3 separate regions of the Sus scrofa genome follow, and all the other regions are linked to region 2. A link is a contact called in public Hi-C and HiChIP or PLAC-seq data. All regions are on one chromosome and are shown on one strand. Each heading gives the region's core, a stretch centred on a gene start, on an enhancer-like site or on the middle of the called end of the contact. The rest is flanking DNA. Distances are from core to core; before and after follow the strand shown. Region 1 holds the start of POLR2F (DNA-directed RNA polymerases I, II, and III subunit RPABC2). Region 2 holds the start of GCAT (2-amino-3-ketobutyrate coenzyme A ligase, mitochondrial). Region 3 holds the start of MICALL1 (MICAL-like protein 1).

What was found. Hi-C and Micro-C count contacts between places; a contact is called where the count stands out from the background. HiChIP or PLAC-seq counts read pairs in DNA pulled down with a chosen protein or histone mark.
Region 1: a contact with region 2 is called in a Hi-C map of skeletal muscle, with 3 times the contacts expected there. The contact joins the promoter of POLR2F here to the promoter of GCAT in region 2. A contact is called at or near these places in 2 of 5 promoter capture datasets (fetal liver and liver), 15 of 47 Hi-C or Micro-C datasets (alveolar macrophages, blood, embryonic fibroblasts and 7 more) and 2 of 2 datasets of contacts at active chromatin or transcription factors (alveolar macrophages and skeletal muscle).
Region 3: an H3K27ac HiChIP or PLAC-seq map of alveolar macrophages shows a contact between it and region 2. The contact joins the promoter of MICALL1 here to the promoter of GCAT in region 2. A contact is called at or near these places in 1 of 47 Hi-C or Micro-C datasets (embryonic fibroblasts) and 2 of 2 datasets of contacts at active chromatin or transcription factors (alveolar macrophages and skeletal muscle).

The regions. Positions count from the first base shown.
Region 1 is chr5:9,915,972-9,919,886 of Sscrofa11.1, reverse strand. It overlaps POLR2F (DNA-directed RNA polymerases I, II, and III subunit RPABC2), which reads left to right and starts at 2,166. Exons shown (of 5, transcript XM_003481541.3): 1 at 2,166-2,297. The coding sequence starts at 2,278. It overlaps C5H22orf23 (UPF0193 protein EVG1), which reads right to left and starts at 2,101. Exons shown (of 7, transcript XM_003481544.4): 1 at 1,843-2,101; 2 at 1,541-1,652; 3 at 255-317. The coding sequence starts at 1,643.
Region 2 is chr5:10,036,795-10,040,409 of Sscrofa11.1, reverse strand. GCAT (2-amino-3-ketobutyrate coenzyme A ligase, mitochondrial) reads left to right here and starts at 1,931. Exons shown (of 9, transcript XM_013997525.2): 1 at 1,931-2,198. The coding sequence starts at 2,003. LOC100510904 (histone H1.0) reads left to right here. Exons shown (of 1, transcript XM_003126037.4): 1 at 1-1,466. The coding sequence ends at 147.
Region 3 is chr5:9,954,378-9,958,275 of Sscrofa11.1, reverse strand. It overlaps MICALL1 (MICAL-like protein 1), which reads left to right and starts at 1,278. Exons shown (of 16, transcript XM_021091499.1): 1 at 1,278-1,594. The coding sequence starts at 1,449.

The DNA.
Region 1 (3,915 bases), core at 917-3,416, 120 kb after region 2:
TTTTGGTCTTTTAAATGAGGTCCCCTACCTCTTAATATGGAGAAGCATTAAAAATATGGCCCATGGCGTTCCCCTGTGGCACAGCGGGTTAAGGATCTGGCATTATCACTGCAGCGGCTTGGGTTGTTGTGAGGCATGGGTTTGATCCCTGGCCCAGGATCTTCCACATGCTGCAGGCCCTCCTGACCGTCCAAAAAGAGTCCTAGGGTCCAGAAATCCCTCGGCCCAGGAAGCCTCTGTGGACTGCCGCTTACTTTTCATGGTGTCCATGATGTGGCGCTGTTGGAAGTTAGTCAGTTTGGATTCCTTCATCATGGCTGCAAGACAAAGCACTTCAGTGAGGCCTCCTGGGCTGCGAGCAAATGTCCTCGTTTTGCCTCTGGACCCCATTCTGTACCTGTGTACTCCCGCTCTTCCTTTCCTGCTTCATTGTTTTCTATAGCACCCATCACCATCTAAGTTCTATATATTTTACTTATTTATCATTGTAACATTCCTACTGAAATATTAGCTCCATGGATGCAAGTCTTTTTTCTTTTTTCTGTTTTGCCTTTTTAGGGCCACACCTGCTGCAAATGGAAGTTCTCAGGCTAGAGGTTGAATCGGAGTTGTAGCCATTGGTCTACACCACAGCCACAGGAATGCCAGATCCGACCATGTCTGCGACCTACACCACAGCTCATGGCAATGCTGGCTCCTTAACCCACTGAGTGAGGCCAGGGATGGAATCTGCGTCCTTATGGATGCTAGTCAGATTTGTTTCCACGAGCCACGAAGGGAACTCCACAAGATTTTTTTTTCTTTTTCTTTTTTTTTTTTTTTTTTTACTGCTGTATCATCAGCAACTGGAACAATGTCTAAAAGCTCACAGTGGGCTTAAAATCTTTTTTTGTTGTTGTTGAGTGAATGAACAAGCAGTCATTAAGCATGTGCCAGGGGCTGGAGTTACAATTGCGAGCCAAAACAGGCACCGTGTCCTGATGGGAGTTCATGAACTAGAAGGGCAGATGGATGTTAATTCAACATGAATTCATAGGGACACACAAGGTATCTGACTACAGGTTACGCTAAGCCCAGTGAAGGAAAAGGCACTGGGAGTGTGTGGGCACCTAACGGTTGGTTGCACTGTGTTGGTGGTGGGTGGGGAGGAAATAAGGCTTCTCTGGAGAAATTGAAAGTGTGATATAGTATGTGTCACTGGGTCACCATGCTGTACAGTAGGAAAAAAAAAATTGTATTGGGGAAATAACAATTACAAAAAAAAAGAATAACCAAAAAAAAAAAAGTGTGATATAAGGGATGCATAGCAGTTAACTACTCTAAAATTCGTGAGTTCTTTGACTTTTGGCCACTTTCGAGTTGCAGGACCCCCAAACTTTCCTGAACCCCAGGCTTCTTATCTGAAAAATGAAAACAGCAATTGCAAGCCATAAGTCATGCAGGTGAGAACTGAGTTACAGAGGTTAACAGTGACTACCGCTCTCCTTTTGTCCTTTCATGCACTGACACCACCGCCCCGCCCCGCCCGACCACCACTGACCTCTGAGCAGCTCGCAGGTTCTTGGGGTGTAAGCGGCCGGCTTGGGGCAGCGCCAGAAGCCAGTTCCTTTGGTCACAGTCTCCACCCTCTCCTGGGAAGCCATGGGAGGGCTCTGAGGAGGGAAAAACGCGACGACACACCCCCTGTCTCCCATATACAACCTCTGCTTCCGCATCCCCAACACCACCCAAAGTTTGGGTCTGGCGGGGGCGGGGCCCGCAAGAGAATCGTGACGCCGCCCATCAATATCGCGACAGTGCCCAATCCTCCCACCCGGAACAGATCCACTGGCAGATACACACATGCGAACAGAGACCTCATCCAGACCCGGCGCCTGTGGCAGGGAAGCCACCTCTGGAGGAAAGGGGCGTTAGGGTAACCTTGCCCGTTGTGTGATAGACCCAAACGGAAACCTCACTCTTAGGTAAGACTCCGGCTGGGTGCCCACTGAGAGTGGCCGCTAGGCTCTGAAGGAGCACCCGCGCCGGAGCCCTGCAGGAATGCTTTTGAGATCTCCGCTGCTCAAGCTCTGGTTATACACTCTGGCTACCATGGTAACAAGCTCTAGCTTCTCGGCGCGTGCGCACTATCGCCCTGCCGATCCTCCCGGAAGCAATTGCCTCTAGGTCACAGCGCAGGCGCAGAGTGCGCGTGGCGCAGCTCGTGGCGGAGGCGCGCAGTTTGCGGGTCTCCGCGCGACTCTTAGCGCAGAACCAGGGAGCTGCGGCGCGGGCGTCATGTCTGACAACGAGGACAAGTGAGTGCGGGAGCAAAGTGAGCTTTGCCGAGCCTGGTCAAAGGAGGTTAAGGAGCCGTTAACCGAGGGGCAATGCGTGAGGGGACTGGGGGTATTGAGGGGCCCGCGGAGCTGAAGAAGGGAAAGGCGGGGGGACCAGGAGCTTAGACCTGGTCACAGGCTGGGCCAAGAAAAGCCCCAGTTTGAGGATCCGGAGAGAATCAGTGAACGTGGTATCTTTCCACAAACTTTCACGGAGTCGGGCTCTGTCTCTTGATTTGGAATTACTGAGGTGAATTAGGCATAGCTCCTGCTCTTCAGGTAGGGGGCCCTTTCTAGAAAAGGGGACAGGCCCACAGACGGATACTGCAGGGGTCGTGTGAATTGCACGAAGTATGTAAAAGAAACCCAGCGGAGGGTCTGGGGAGACTTGAGGTGGTAAAAGTCTGGGAGGCTTGCGGTAATCCAGGAAAAAAAAAGGAGTGACTTGTACTAGGTAATCGTAGTAGAGGTAGTGAGAAGTGGTTTTGATTTCTGGGTTTATTTTGAAGCTAGAACCGGAAAGATTCCCTGAATGTGTGGAGGAGAGACAAAAATAGAGGCGTCTTTAGCATAAGAGTATTAGTCAAAGCTAAGAGAGGGGGCGATCATGGGGAGGCGGCAGGGGGGTGGGTGGTCAGTAGAGAAGAGGAGATGAATGAGCGTCAGAGCATCCTAACTGTGGAGTGCCTGGAGGGAAGAGAAGCTGAGAAAGAGCCACTGTGAGGCGGGGGAACACCAAGACCGCGAGGTGTCCTTTTCTTTCTTTCTTTCTTGGTCGCCCTTGTGGCATCTGGAGTTCCTGGGCCTGGGATCAGGTCCGAGCCACAGTTGTGACCTATGGCACAGCTGCAGCAGTGCTGGATCCTTAACCCACTGTGCCGGGCCAGGGCTCGAACCTGTGTCCCAGTGCTCCAGAGATGCTGCCAGTCCTGTTGCGCCGCAGCGGGAACTCCAGTGGAGAGTGTTTTGAGTGAGAGGGAGTGATTCGGTGTGCCACCTGACAGATCAGGCTAAATGAGAACAAGAATAGACCAGTGGATTTAGCAACGTGCAAATCATTGATGAACTTGAAAGGAGTGGTTTTGGTGGAGCCAAGGAGCTGAAAGTCTTTGGGAGTGAGATGATGACAGAATGTGAGGAGAAGAATTGGAAATGGCGAAGATGGACGACTCTTTCATGAATTTTTCTCCCACAGGGGGGCATGGAAATAGGGCTCTGGAGGGAATAGAAAAGGAAGCTTTGGCGTTCCTGTCATGGCTCAGTGGTTAACGAATCTGACTAGGAACCATGAGGTTGCAGGTTTGATCCCTGGCCTTGCTCAGTGGGTTAAGGATCCGGCGTTGCCATGAGCTGTGGTGTAGGTCACAGATGCGGCTTGGCTCTGGCATTGCTGTGGCTCTGGTGTAGGCTGGTGGCTACAGCTCTGATTAAACTCCTAGCCTGGGAACTTCCACGTGCCGCGGGTGTGGCCCTAGAAAAGACAAAACCAAAAGAAAAGAAAAGGAAGCTTTGTTTTAGTAAGTTGAGGACATCAAATGACTTAATAAATTATTATTATAAAATGATTTACTCAGTAAGTGCATATTTATTGAGCACC
Region 2 (3,615 bases), core at 682-3,181:
AAGAAGAAGCCGGCTGCCACGCCCAAGAAAGCCAAAAAACCCAAGACTGTCAAAGCCAAACCAGTCAAGGCATCCAAGCCTAAGAAGGCCAAACCAGTGAAGCCCAAAGCGAAGTCCAGTGCCAAGAGGGCCGGCAAGAAGAAGTGACAATGAGGCTTTTCTTGTGGACACTCCTGCCTGTCTCCTGTTTTCTGTAAATACTTTTTTCTTCTCACTTGATCCTCATCTGCAACCCTTTGCCCCTTCCTCGTCTGACTTTATAAAGAGACAGAATTTGGATTCCTCAGAAATTAGGGAATAATTCATTTCTCTTGAAGCAGTCATGCAAGGACAGCAACGACAAATCTCTGTAATGATGTACTTCTATTTTGTTTTGTTAATTTGTCATTAATCTACTTATGGTTTGGGGGATTTGGGTGGGTTTGTGTGTTTTGTTCAGTTGGATGGTTGATTCATTCGGAAGGTAAAAGTCGGGGGAGAATGGGGCAAGGTAGCTTGTGGCAAGATGACAGGGAGCCCAGCCTTGGTAAGGTTTTAAGTTGAACACTCCTCGTGAGTTGCAGAACGTTAGCGGAGAGGAGAGAGGTGGCATCAGTGGGACGGCAAAGGAGGGAGCAGGGGAAAAAAAAAAACAAAAAACCCTGTCTGGGCTGATTTGCACCTCCCAGTGGTGAGCAGTGGGGCATCCACATCCAGTTTCCTTCTCACTTCTGTTCCTTTGCCCCTGTAGCCTCCCTATTGTCCTAGGTGAGGGGAGGAGGTCAAAATGACAGCTGGTCCTAGAAATTGTGGCTTCTCAGAATCAGCTGGAGACTAGCTATTGGGAGACCTCTGTGGCTTCCGAAGGTCTCCTGTGAAACAGCAGAGGAAGCTTTGGGGGAAGGGTGGGGAGTGGGTCAGCCAAGTGCCTCAGAGTGCCCTGTTAAAACTTGGTTTTTTTCCACACCATCGGATTGCATCCTAGGAGGACCTTTTTTCCTTTTCGCCTGATTTTTGGTTCCTCCTGTACAAGAGATGGCTTTGCCAGGTGGTCGGCCGGGGCTCCAGCCCTGCCACCCGCCACTTAAAAACCTCCTGACCTCTTTACTTCTGAGTCTTTTATGAGTAGTTGTAGATGGGGGAGGAGGGGGGCGGGGAGTGGACAGTGAGACATACTGCAGTTGACTTTGAATTGCTAAGTAGTTTTACAGAGCTAGGTCTGTGTGTATGTGTGTATATGTATATATACAATCTAGGGCTAGGACTTAACGTTTCACACCCGGGAGCTGGGAGAAAAAACCTGTACAGTCTTTCCCTTTTTTGTAATAAAATGGGAAAACGCGCAATTGTGCGTCCTTCCCCTCCCCCCCCCACCATCCCAACCCCCTTTTACTTTTTAAACAAGTGTTATTTGTGCCGGGAAGAATTTGCTGTCTTTGTAATTTTGAAACTTTAAAATAAAATTGAAAAAAAAAAAAAAGGAAAAAGCCCGTGCAGTGTGTTTTTCTTCACTTCCAAGCCTGGAGGAGAATGCGTAGCAATCGGATGGGCAAGGAGTGGGGGAAATCTCGGGGGCGTTTGCACCTGAGAATGGGGGAGGGTTCCAAGAGCTCGACAGAACCGGGGCAACCCTGGGGCTAGAGCGTACAGAATGTGCTTCAGCCCGCTTCCCGGCGCCTGCCTCCCGCGCCCGTAGGGCATCCCCTTAACCTTCCGAGTGCTAAGTGTGCAGGCAGGGGATGGGTGGGGGTCTGGAGGCCCGGACGCGCGTTCCTCCGCCCCGTCACTTCCCCTCCCCCTTTGAGGACAGCTCCAGTCTCAATTTACAGACCAATCCACTTTCGTCCACTGCGGATCCCGCCAGGCCCCGCCCGCCCATCCCTGGGTCCGCCTCCCCTGCCCCAGTAGCGGGGGCCCCTCGCTCTGATTGGCTGTCGGGGCCCAGCCCCCGCCACGTGATCAGGCGGGGGTCTCCGTGCGTACAGCCCGCAGCGGGCAGGCGCGCTCCGGCGAGGTGGACGCGATGTGGGCCGGCCGCATCCTCTGCGCTGCCCTCTCCCGGGCCCCCCGCGGCTGTCGCCCGCAGTCAGCGCTGGCTCAGCTGCGTGGCATTCTGGAGGAGGAGCTGGAAGGCATCCGCGAGGCTGGCACCTGGAAAAGCGAGCGGGTCATCACGTCCCGTCAGGGGCCGCGCATACACGTGGACGGCGTCTCGGGAGGTAATGGACCCCGCTCCTGCTGGGAATCGTCAGACCTGGCCAGGCGTTCGAGGGCCGTTCTGAGGCTTGGGCTGGAATGGAGGTCCTGGAGGCCGTGGGCGGGCAGGAGCACCTGCACAGGTCGCTGCTGTACCCTTCCCCATCTGTCAGGCCGACTTGTCGACTTCTCGGCTTCCCGCGGTTAGCTCTAACCTGGTTAACGCGAAGGGAGGTAATTTGCCCTTAAGCCCCTTTTTGATTCAGAGGGCACGGCTGGCCCGAGATCAAGCGCTGTGAGAATGTGAGAAAAAAAAATAGAGAGATACCAGCGGGCTCTCACTCTTCCGCTTCAAGGGAGGGTGGTGAGAAGGCGGCAGCATGAACTTCTGCGTTTCTGGAGCCGCTGCTTTGTTCAGGCTTCTATTAATTGCTGCACTTGGACTTCTGCAAACTTCAAAACGTGGGGATGACCAATCCCATTTACAAACGAAGAAGCTGACCCTCAGAGATGTGAAGTGGCTGGCGGGAAAGGCCCCAGCCAGCTGCAGGCAGAGCTGGGCTTTGGTTTGGTTTGGCATATGGAACTAGCAGGTCAGCTAACTGGCCAAAATCACAGTGAGCAAAGGGCTCCAGGGCTGCTGCAGAAGTCACACCATGAATTGGCCCACCAGGCCACCCTTGTTTCTGTCTCACACCCCACAGCTTGTCTGTGCCTGGCCCCACCAGGTGGAGGTGCTGGTGACAAGCGGACCCCCAAACCTGCCATCTGCCCAGGAAATGGGCATGGACTCCTTGGTGCTGTTGTGCTCGTTTATAAAACAGAGGTCCCTGGAAGGCCCTGCCTTGCCCTCAGAGAAGCTTGGAGCTGGTCAAAAGATGGGGAATGAGGAGAGCGAGGCTCTTTTCCTGCTTTCGCCTCTCCCAGGCTGAGTAAACCTTGCCTCCTCTGGTCAGCTGTGCTCGCTTTGGGCTTTATAATTCAAGGGTCAGGTTCTGATGCGCTTCTCTACTAGGCAGCAAAGCCAGCCGTGTGGAGCGTGGGGACCAAGGCGGGCCTCTGACCCAGCTGTCCCCTGTCATCCACGAGGAAACCAGGGCCCAGACGAAGGGTTGCTGGTGAGCTTCAATGACAGGAGAAGCCAGTGAGGAACGGCCGGTTCCGCTTTGGGTGGAATGTGCAAAGTCCTTTTGTTTGTTTTGTTTTTTAAGTTTTATTGAAGTAGAGCTCGTTTACAATGTTGTGATAATTTCCGCTGCAAAACCAGAGTTTAAACTCCTCGTCCTCCGAGGTGCTGCTGTGAGGGTCCCTATCTGTCCCTCCTTTTCCTGTAACTGTTGGACTCAGTGCTTCGCTGGGGCTCCCAGCTCCCCCTCCTGGTCTCTGCCCCAGGACACATCAAACTGTGTGCTTCTTGCCTCCTCAGGGGCGAATCCAGGT
Region 3 (3,898 bases), core at 29-2,528, 81 kb after region 2:
AAAAAAAAAAAAGAAAAAAAAAAAGACTTGGAAACTGAGGTTCATGGAGGCACAAGATCGCAGAGCTGAGTGAGTGGGAAAAGCCAGGCTTGGAAGCTGGGTCCATATGACTCCCAACCCCCTGCTCTTTCCACTCCTCTGAGGGCTGAAGGCTGACAGAGACGACTAGGACCCTGCTCCTTTCTTTGGGGGGTGGTATGACAGACTCATCCCAGCCGACTCTTGCACTGCTCAGAGTGATGTCACCGCCACGGCAGCCTAGTGGAAGCTGATTCATCTCCTGGAGATCAGGCGAGGCCCCTGGGGAGGGTGGCTGACCCAGGTCTTAATGGCGGAGCAGGAGAATGAGGCTGGAGAGATTCCAAGATCAGGCACCCAATGCTTCCTATAGGTCCTTGCCGTGGGAACCCAAGCCACCACCACTCTAATCAGGATGCCCCGTGGGGAGGGGGGAGATCCTCGAGCCAACACAGGGGGTGAGGAGAACTCGGCAGGACTCTTGATCAGCGAGATACATCCCTGAGGGGACACCTGGACTGACAGTGCTGGGGTGGGGTGGGAGCTTGGCGCCTCCCTGTCAGATTCCCGGCGCGGGGGAGAGACCTTGAGGTCAGGGGGGTTCTGGAGCAGTGAGACAGGATGAGGGAAGCTAGAGGTCATCTGGGGGTGTTTTGGGGTCCGCAGGGGAACTGCCGGACTGGCCTGAGTCCGGGGGAGCGCCTCCCCAAAGTTTCAGGCCAGGGGAGCGTGGGGGATTTGCAGGTCCTTGGGTCAAAGAGAGGGAAGCACTCAGGATGGCAGCAAAAGGAGAATTCCCGGTGGGCAGCGTGGTGGAGGGGGAGGAAGTCATTGTGGGGAGGGGCTCGTTGGCGCTGAGTGAGGGGTTCGGGGACATCCCAGAGTTCTTTGAGGGTCCACGGTGGGGAGGGGGTGAACGGGATCGCCGCGGAGAGGGGCGGTGGGGTGCTGGGCGGGCGAGGCGGGGGTCGGCTCTGGGGGGCGGGGCCGCCGCTGGGTGGGGCGCCAGGCCCCGCCCCCTCCCCGCTCCCCCGCCGTGGCGGCGGCGGCGGCGGCGGCGGGCGGGGACCAAGACCAGCGGGACGCCCGCGCCCGCGGCCGGCCCACAGCCAGGGGAGCGGGCGGCGGTGAGTAGGCGGCGGCCGGCCGGGCCGGGCCACGCGGGCGGCGGCTGCTCGGGCAGGTCCGGGCAGGGCCGGGCGGGCAGCAGGCAGCCGAGCCGGGACCCAGCGCAGGAGCCCGTGCGAGGACTCCGAGGCCGCAGCCCCGCCTCCTCCCCGCCCCGCGCCGGTCGCCTGCGGGTCGCGCCCGGAGCTCGGAGAGGCGCCGGGCAAGGCCTCGCCGGAGCCGCAGCTGCAGCCGGAAACCAGCCCCAGGGTGAAGCCCCGTCCCGGCCGAGCCCGGAGCCGGGTCCCAGCCCCGCGCGGCTCATGGCGGGGCCGCGGGGCGCGCTGCTGGCCTGGTGCCGCCGCCAGTGCGAGGGCTACCGCGGCGTGGACATCCGCGACCTGAGCAGCTCCTTCCGGGACGGCCTGGCCTTCTGCGCCATCCTGCACCGGCACCGGCCCGACCTGCTGTGAGTGCCGGGAGGGAGGGCGGCCGGGGCGCAGGGCGGCGCGGGCTGGAGCTGGGGACCCCCGCCCCCCTCAGTGACGCGGAGCCCGGGCGGCGGCAGGCGCCGCCCCCGGAGACCCAGACGCCGACCCTCCCGCGGGCCCCCGGCGCCTCGCGGGACGCTGAGACCCCTCCACCCAGGGCGCCCCTCCCCCATTTGGCCTTTGGATCCCGCCCCCTGGGTCCCTGAGCCCGCCCCGCATGCCGGTCCCAGGGCCCGGTCCGAGCCCCGCCCCACAGGGCTCCGGACCGGAGCCCGAGGCCCCCAGAACCTTGACTCTTTGAGGGGACACCGAGCCCTCCTCAGGGATCCCGAGCCTTCCTGGCACTGGACTCTCCAACAGGCACCCTGATCAGCACCCCCCAACTCCCCGTGAGGCCTTGAGGCCGTGTTCCCTCTGTGGGGCCCCCTGGCTCAGAGAACAGTGAGCCCTAGCTCTCTGATTCCCCCATCTTGCCTCAGGGCACTAGCACAGTGCCTGGCACAGAGGAGACCCAAGGTTAGCAGAGGTCGGATGAGTGGCTATAACCCTTCCCTTAGTAGAACACAGACTTGCCTCTGCGGGTGTGTGTCTTAGCACACTCCCGTCCACCCTTGCGCAGGGAGGCTGAGAGCCGACTCCTAAGGTCCAACGGACAGGCAGCCCTGAGGGGCTGCTCCAGGGTGTGAAATGGGCCCCTTCTTGCCCCTGGCTGCCCAGTGAGGCTCCATGGGACAATTTATTCAGACCCTAGAGCGGTTGACTTCCTCTGCCACTGGGCCCTGGAACCTCTTCCATTCATTCATTCATTCATTCATTCACTTACTCACTCATTCACTCATTCATCAAACACCGAGTGCAAGTTAATCTGGCGCCTGCCATTCCTTGTACCTCCGTCTCATCTGCAGATTAGACACGAGAGTCATGGTCCTGGCCCATCTGTGGACAGCCTCTCAGACAGGGCTCCCCGCCCCACCCCCACCCGGAGCCTGGCAGCGTCTGGAGTCTTTGTGTTTCTGTTCCACCTGTGCCCCCCAAGGACAGCCCTGGGGAGGCTTTGGTGAAGGAGAGAAGGAAGGGAAGCATTGCTTCCAGGGTTCAAGTGTGTATGTAGATGCATTTGTTTATTCTGTACCTCCTCGTCGTACTGTGTCTATGGGTGGTGGGTCGAGCCGTGGAGGAGAGGGTTTGGGGGGGGGATAGATGCAGAAGTGAATGAGACAGGTGATGTTGGTGGGCCGCCGCCCACTGTGGGACACGTGATGCAGGGTAAGGGGGGCTCAGGAGCCGAGGCTTGAAGACTGGAGAAGGGCACCCAGACCGGACCCTCGTGTTCGGGCTCGAGGGGTCTTCTGTTGTGGTTGGGGGGCAGATGGTGAGGCAGAGGCAGGACCAGTGTGTGAGAGGACTCGGTGCCGAGCTAAGCCTCGCGATGGACCTGAGGCTGCCAGCACAAAGCACAGGCGGCCTGAGTTGCGGTCGGCTCCTCTGAGTCCTAGGGGTGCAGCCTTGGCAAAATCCCCGGATCCCTCCAGGCATCAGTTTCCTCATCTGTGAAGTGGGCTTGATAACAAGCCCTACCCCACAGGATCTTTGTGAGGACGAAATGGGATAATGCACATCCTTGAAATTAGTTATCCTAAATGGTGTCATTAGGCAGGAAGGGGTGACGAGAGTGTCTTATTCCTTCATTTATTCCACAAGCAGCTGCAGAGTTCTGCTCTCTGCCTGGTAATGGAAACAGCAACCAGCCAACCGAGGATAAACCCCGCACAGTCTCCCATGGCCTTTGGGAGTGTTGATAACTCCACGTAGGAAGTGCTACATCAGAGGGCCAGGCTGGGAGGGCCTTTCACGGGTCACGAAGTCTTCAAGGAGATAGGAGGAGCCGAGGGAGGCCGATGGAAGGGCATTCAGGGCAGAGGGACCTGCTGAGCAGAAACAGAGCAGGGAGGGCCAGGGCCTGTGGCTGGGCCAGAGTGCCGAGGGCCTCCTGGTGGCTAAGGAGGACAGTGGGGACCACGGGGGAGCCACGTGGATTTTAAGCAGGGAAGGGCTGTGGCTAGAGTTGGTATGAAGCAGAGGGCAGCTTCTCTCCCGAGGAGAGATCCAGAATCAGGTCCAGGCATTTATTTGCAAGGCAGGCCAGCATTGCTGCCAGCCCATTGCACAGGAGAAAAACTGAGGCCCGGGCCCTATGTAAGGTATAGTAAGGACCTCAGCGATGGGTAGGGGAGGCTTTCCATGAGAGCAGGGGTCAGATAGGGGCCAGGGCAAGAACCGTC